2 separate regions of the Rattus norvegicus genome follow, and region 1 is linked to region 2. The links are chromatin contacts, called in public Hi-C maps. All regions are on one chromosome and are shown on one strand. Each heading gives the region's core, a stretch centred on a gene start, on an enhancer-like site or on the middle of the called end of the contact. The rest is flanking DNA. Distances are from core to core; before and after follow the strand shown. Region 1 overlaps Sema6d (semaphorin 6D). Region 2 overlaps Sema6d (semaphorin 6D).

Region 1 (3,120 bases), core at 426-2,925, 41 kb before region 2:
GAGGCGTCTGTCTTACCGTGGCAGTCCCCTAGGTGGGCCGTGTTGCCATACTCGGTGTCCTGCTCATATCCTCCAGCACTGTGGTTATGGAAAGCAAAGAAGTCTTCGGTTAACAGCCTTCATAGGGACACAAGGGACAACCAGGACAGAGCCAAGAACACAGACTGGTTAGTGAGAGTAAGCAGAGAGAGAGAGCGCGCAAACAATTCAACAAACTTGCCAACGAGTTACTCGTTAGGTTAGCTAGGGTGCCTAAGAGAATAAGATGTTCCCTCTTCACAGTCTAGTGCCCTCGAGGGTTGTTGTACCTAACCCTCACTTCCCTCTCAAATTTTAGATCTTCTTTTTAAAAACTTCCCCCATGCCAGAATAAGAAAGGAAGGAAAGGAAGAGCAGTACAGCTGGGAATTTAATACTTTTAAGCTGTTGATACCCTGAGAGAAAATGGCTAGGTGGTTCGTGTACTTACAGCATCCCTAAGGTCACTCTCTCACACACTCCCTGGCTTAACCAACCACAGTACGGGTCTCGTGATGCAATGCAAGACCTGCCGAAAAAGCAAACAAAGCGTGATGCAGATTTTCCTCCTCAGCATAGGATAGCCACCCTGGGAGCAGGAGCGAATAAGGAAGCTTACTTTTTACAGGAGCCATAGCGCTCACAGCGGCTGAGGGGGATGCGGACCACGCAGCTGGAGAAGGCCACGTATAAAGCATGGTGATCCCTGTCCAGCTGTAACGAGACGACCTTCCTGTCCTCCTCACTCTCGGCGCTGCACCTATTTGGTGGTTACATTTTGAAGACATACACTGAAGTCAAGCCTGCACCAACGATGTAAGAGGTGCAATTTGGCGGCTCAACCAAAACAAATTATAATTTGAGAAATTATAATTGTGGGATATAGCGCTATGGTTTTGTGTAGCTGGTTACATTTCCAGCTGGACAAAGGGTCTTTTTAAAAAAAATTGCTTTCGAATGGGGTTGCGGCTGTGAAGGACTGGTTCGATTCTAGGAGAGGAGGAGGATGGCATTCTAACGCATTTAAATCCTCCCATGCTAGAGGACTCTGGGTGTCTCCTGTATTCAACGTCCCTCGCTCACTCCTTATGTGTTTTAACCGTCCACACTCTCTTGCTGAACTCTGAGAATATTCTCTGTGCGCATGCTTACGACCAACTGTGCCACATGCAGCATCCCGAAATAGATCTGCAAGGTAAGACGGTGCTAAAATGTTCTCGTTTTCACAGGTGAGAAAGGAAGGAGGGGTGCCTTATTTTTAAACTCATCAGCTGTTCGCCCTCCTGGCCCCAGTGGGCTTAGGAAAACAAACAATCCTGAAAAGCACTTCTATGGGGGAGGTAAATAATAAACGAAGAAATAAAACCCAAATGGAACATGTAAAAAAAATCGCTAATTCAGGAGTCTGAAAGAAAAATGGCCAGATAAGCTAGACACCCATCATTTTTTTGAGCAGGGCTAAAGAGCGTTCTCCCAAAACATACTTACTTGGCTGGGTTATAAGCTTCGATCTCTTCGAGTAATACACTGTCGTTCAAAGAGAAAGGACTGGTCTTTGCCAAAACTTTAAGCACCACGCCGGCCTCAGAGCCAACAAAGATGACTGTGTAGTTTTGGTACGGCCCTGCCGAACGGTCCACTTCGATGGCTGTCAGCCTGTACCTAGAGCAGGAAAAGAGGCAGGTCAGTCCGATCCGGAGACCTGTGGAAGAGAAATGGGTGGGAGTAGACTGGCCTATTGTCTCACCGGACCCGAGTCTTTGTGAACCAGGGCTCATCAGCAATGGGTGGGACAGCGGAGTCCATCAGCGGGTGGGACTTGATGAAAGACAGGGTATCATCTGGAAAGTCGATGGAGGTTTTGTAAGCTTCCGCGAGGCCATGTTTGGCACAACAGCCAGGCCTGAAAAGGAAGCAGAAACCTTCGATTGTTCTCCCTCACATACTGGATTTAAGGAGTAAGCACACATTCTGCTGAGAAGAGGCCGAGAGAGGAAATAGGGGCTGAAAAACAAGAGGAGTGATGCCATTTCCCAGAATTCCATGGGCTTTTGCACAGCCACATGCACAGGGATAACATTTATTGGCTTTGTGAGGCCTGTCTCAGAGGATTGGCCTGCTGGGGTGGGAAGTTGGATGACAGATAGATAGAACATGGCTCCAATGTTCTTGGTGGGAGGGAGGCTGTTCAATACCAACACCTTCATGTCTTTTCTTTACCTTGGTTTTGGTACTTTGTCTTCAGGAACCGCTGTCCAAACAGAGTCTGGGGTTTTCTGCTCTTTGAACCGCCCTTTGAACACTTTCTCAATGTCGTCCATGCTAAAGGCACAGACTGCAGAGCCAGGAATGCTGTAAAGGGGGAAGAAAACCATGAGGACGAGGATGACAGTGGGGGCCATGCCCAGTTCCCACGGGGAGCACAGAGCCTCCGTGGGGTGGCGGGGACTCGGGTTCTGCTTGTCCCCACCTGTTGAGCTGCGTGGTGAAGACCCCGATCACGGTGGGGATGCCATTGATTTGGATGATGTCTGTGATGGACTGCAGAACATCGAAGTAGAAAAAGGAATCTCCAGGGACTGAGCAGTTAAGCCGAGCCTTCAGGAAGGAAGTCCAGTGTTTCTCCAGGACCCGCTGTGAGCCACCCATGTCGTTTTTACAAATGCGGGCCACTCGGGAGTACACAGCCTGCACAGAGACAAGAACCGAGCCATGAGACTGTGAGCACAGAGGGGGGGGGGAACAAAATGCTGCCACTCAGGGGAGGGACACACACGGAAACCAAAGGAAACAAAGGAAAAGAGATGTCTGGCTCAGAGGAACAAGCCGCCTCCTCCCTGTACTGCCAAGCTGCCAAACATGCTCCCCGAGACCTGAGCTATCTGTCTTCCTGGCTGAGTGAAAATCACGCCAGTGCTTCTGCCTCTGACTTCGTCTACTGCTCCTCATATGACTAATAAAATGCACAGTTCTTGAATGTGGTCGTAGAAGAGTCGACAGTACTTAAGGAGCACATGGGCTTTCACAGAAACACTCCGAATTGAACAGGGGTTCCCATTTTCCATTCTGCCTTTGACACTGGAAAGGATGAGACCATCAATG
Region 2 (3,519 bases), core at 199-2,698:
TATCTCAGTTTATCATTGCATCAAGGACTGTTGATGGGAATACTGGCCCAGGGCCCCGAGTAGAAAAGATGCAGGCCAGTCAGCAGAAATACGTCAGGCTCTTTCTCTTCCCTCGTTTTTTTTTCCCCTCACATAGGAAATCTTTTACCAACTAGAGTCTTTCAAAATAAACCTCTTTAGCTCGCAGTGTTTTACTGCTTTCTCTTTTCTTTCATAAGCTAACTGAGATGCCCTAGGCTGGCAGGAAGAGGTCATGTCTAGCTAGCAGCCTGTTCACACCCCTCTTACTATAGAGTAATGTGTTGACATGGAAACCTGCACCCCCACTCCCCACCCCCAGACGCTAGGCCATCAGCAGATGCCCCTATCAGGCATCCTCTGGCTACACTGGAGGCTCTTTTCTCCAAAGTAGTCAACAGACAACAGGCGTTAGTTAACCTGGTAAGCCTGATGGCGGGTTAGGGTTCTGGGAATCTGCATTTTAATCTGTGTAATGATGAATGTTAAAGTCTGAGGTCTGCCCATGGTTATGGGTCAGATAGGTGGACTGGCTCAGGAGTGAGCCTGAGCTGTATGGCATGTTTCCCCAAGCCAGGAGCCACCAGTACAGAACACACACCAATTCTCGCAACTGTCCTTTGACAGCGCCAGCAGTGGACTCCAGATCCTGACGTCATGTCTCTGAAACAGCAGATGTCTCGGTTGCAGCTCTTCAACAGAGGCACGGAGGGGCTGAGGCCAGTCTCCAGCTGCCTGCAACAATCCCTCTCTCAGCCTGGTTGAACCAGTCACCAGTGTATGGAGGTGCTGTGGGGCGGAAGTCACAAGCCACACACTAGTCAAAGAGCAGCGCCAGAGTCACACACGGCAAGATGCGAAGAACGAAGACTAAGAGAACAGGCTGTGGAGCCAGACTCTATTTATCTTTACCTAACAGACAGTGGTATATTTAAAACACTGCTGCATGCCAAGCGCTATCATAAGTCCTCTTCAAATATTAATTCATGAATGTCTCACAACGGTCTTCAGACACAGGTACTACTAGAACAGTCTTCCGTTTCTAAGCCTCAGAGAGGTTAAGTAACTTGTTCAAGATCACACAACTCATTCAAGATTACACTTCATCTCACAGATCCTAGCTCCCTCTCCCTGCCCCCTTTCACTACGGAGTAGTGGTTTAACTCTAGGACATACTTACTCTCCCATGCCTCAGTTTCTTCCTCTGTACAATGAGTATGTTATTAATAGTAGCCATCTTCAAGAACGCTGGTCAAATGATTTAGCATATTTGCTTGCGTGCCGGGCACATGGCGAGGACTCACATATGTCAGCCCCTTGCTCTCAGCCTTACATTCTCGGGGGTGGCGAGAGGATTAAATGAGACAACATATTTAAAGTGCTAGGCACAATGCCACCGTGCAGGGCAAACACATAGCATGCACTGTTATTATTAGCCCTGCTGAGCCAGGCTGGCTTATTTTAGACTGGGTTTAGAGGCAACTGGGCTGGGCACAGGGGAGCAGAGTGCCTTTTGCTTCAAGCTCCTGTGCGGGCGGCAGATCAACTACTAGACTTAACGGACTCTCTGTTTTAAGACACCGGAATATTCCTAAAAATTTTGTTCCCCATATTGGATTTGCTCATGGTTGGACCTCTCCTACTGACCTATTTTGTAATTTCTGACTGGTGTTTAATTGGCAGCCATTCTTCGCTGAGACTGTCATGTAAAGCAGTAACCTGTGAGAGTCCTGAATACACCTTGGAACGCTGAGCCGGGGTGGGTCCAAGGCATGGGAAAGCAGCTGACTTGACCATTCCCAATGCCTCCCCGGATCCCCGTTTTCATCTTATTCCACTTTCCCTATGTATTCTAATAAGCATACCTACACCACACAACTTCTGTCTTCCCTCCCCTGAAGTTTATCACATTCGCCATTAAACTTAACTGTGTGCTGATTGTAATTTACGTTAACCTCTGGGTTAACAATGGCTGAGAATCACCCACGCTCCTACTTAGCTTGGAGGAAGGTTTGGAACTGGGTAGCGGGGAGTCACAGTGTTAGGGAGGAAATGACACAGAGAACCATCACTGGAGGCAGAAACTTTGCCCTGGGAGTTCAGAACCACAAAGGAAATGTTCACTTCCTAACGGATGCCGTCATAATTTTCCAAGTCTTTTTCCTCTGTTAGGAATAAGCTGCCCCGGCCTCAAACCACGCCATGTAGTCTGCGCACCAGGGGAGACTCTATCTGCAGTATGATAAAACTCACTGTGCATTTACGACACTTGCTGAACATACGGGCTTCTCCCTCTGCTGACTTGAACCAGGTCACAACCTCAGGAAGCTGCCATCTAAATGGGCCTTATACTCCAGCCCACCTCGTTATCATGGTTTCAGTGTTTTTATTCTCATTTCATCTCTATTTCCTGTCTCCACATCATCTTCTTTCCCTTCCAGAACACTCATACAAGCATGCATTCTATTTAAAGAAAAAAGAAAAGGAAGAGTCTGCGTTTAAAGTCTTTTCGTGTTAAGAAGAAAAGATAAGGCCCACAAATCAGCAACCTCAGTTGCTTCTGCTCAATATCTCAGTGAGCAGAGGTCTCGCTGGGTCCTCACTGCTGAGTTCGTGTATACATGATCCACCCGCAGCTGACGTGGGGCTCTCACCACTCATCATAGAGCAATCTGACTTGTCACAGATTGATCCCATGCATTCTGATGGCTTACTCTGCCAGGCTGGCAGCTCAGGGACACCCAATACATCTTTGTGGGTTGCACAGCCAACTGCCACTGTGCACCTGAAATACAAGTCCGAGGTAAGTAAGGACTCAAATGCAGATAACTGACCTTGACCCCAAACCCACCCCACCCCAGGCCCTTTGCCTAAGCTGTTCTCTATGCCTGGAATGCCTTCTCTTTCAACACCTCCCCCACCTCCTCTCACTGTCCACCTGTCCAAGTCCTACCTAGTTCAAGGAGCAGCTCAAATATCAGTGGCCCCACAGGGCCCTCCCTGACCACCCTTGCCAGAAATAACCTCCCTTTTCTCAGCTTCCACAGGACTGGGTGTATCTTCTCTGGCGCTTAAAACACACCCCATTCTACTGTGACAGTTTGCTTAGCGCTCTGGAATCATGTGCTCCTCCAGGGACTCATGCAGAACAGATCCTTGGTCAAAACCGAATGAACACGTTTGCGACAAGGACAAGAACAGAGAGTGAGGAATGCAATCACTACTTCTGTGGTCCCTCTTTCTTTGTCTACTGCTTTCAGAAGTGCCTTTCTTCTATCTGCCAACTACCCAAGGGATGTCTGACCCTAACTCCCTAGTTCCTAACTCCTGGGGTTACAAGTGAGGTACTGGTGAAGGGAGAGAATCTAGCTTCCTGGTTTGCTGATGGTCCACTGAGGAACACAAGTGTTTTCTTGACACACTTCCTCTACTCCAGGTCTTTTGTGCCAGTGCAAACCATTGCTTCTACTGGTAAATGCAGACTCCAATAACAGGCTAAGT

The links. Hi-C and Micro-C count contacts between places; a contact is called where the count stands out from the background.
Region 1: a contact with region 2 is called in a Hi-C map of psoas muscle, with 2.3 times the contacts expected there. The contact joins two enhancer-like sites. A contact is called at or near these places in 4 of 12 Hi-C or Micro-C datasets (frontal cortex, kidney, prefrontal cortex and 1 more) and 1 of 1 datasets of contacts at active chromatin or transcription factors (oligodendrocytes).

Annotation. Positions count from the first base shown.
Region 1 is chr3:132,384,091-132,387,210 of GRCr8, reverse strand. Sema6d (semaphorin 6D) reads right to left here. Exons shown (of 16, transcript NM_001107768.1): 9 at 2,489-2,706; 10 at 2,239-2,370; 11 at 1,766-1,921; 12 at 1,507-1,680; 13 at 638-778; 14 at 470-547; 15 at 17-117. Among named protein-coding and RNA genes, the nearest start is that of Sema6d, 48 kb to the right of the region's middle. Within about 2 kb of position 1,675, at least 3 of the 93 cell types and tissues checked have an H3K27ac peak or open chromatin away from gene starts, as enhancers often do.
Region 2 is chr3:132,342,295-132,345,813 of GRCr8, reverse strand. All of the region lies in intron 1 of Sema6d (semaphorin 6D), which reads right to left. Among named protein-coding and RNA genes, the nearest start is that of Sema6d, 6.7 kb to the right of the region's middle. Within about 2 kb of position 1,448, at least 8 of the 93 cell types and tissues checked have an H3K27ac peak or open chromatin away from gene starts, as enhancers often do.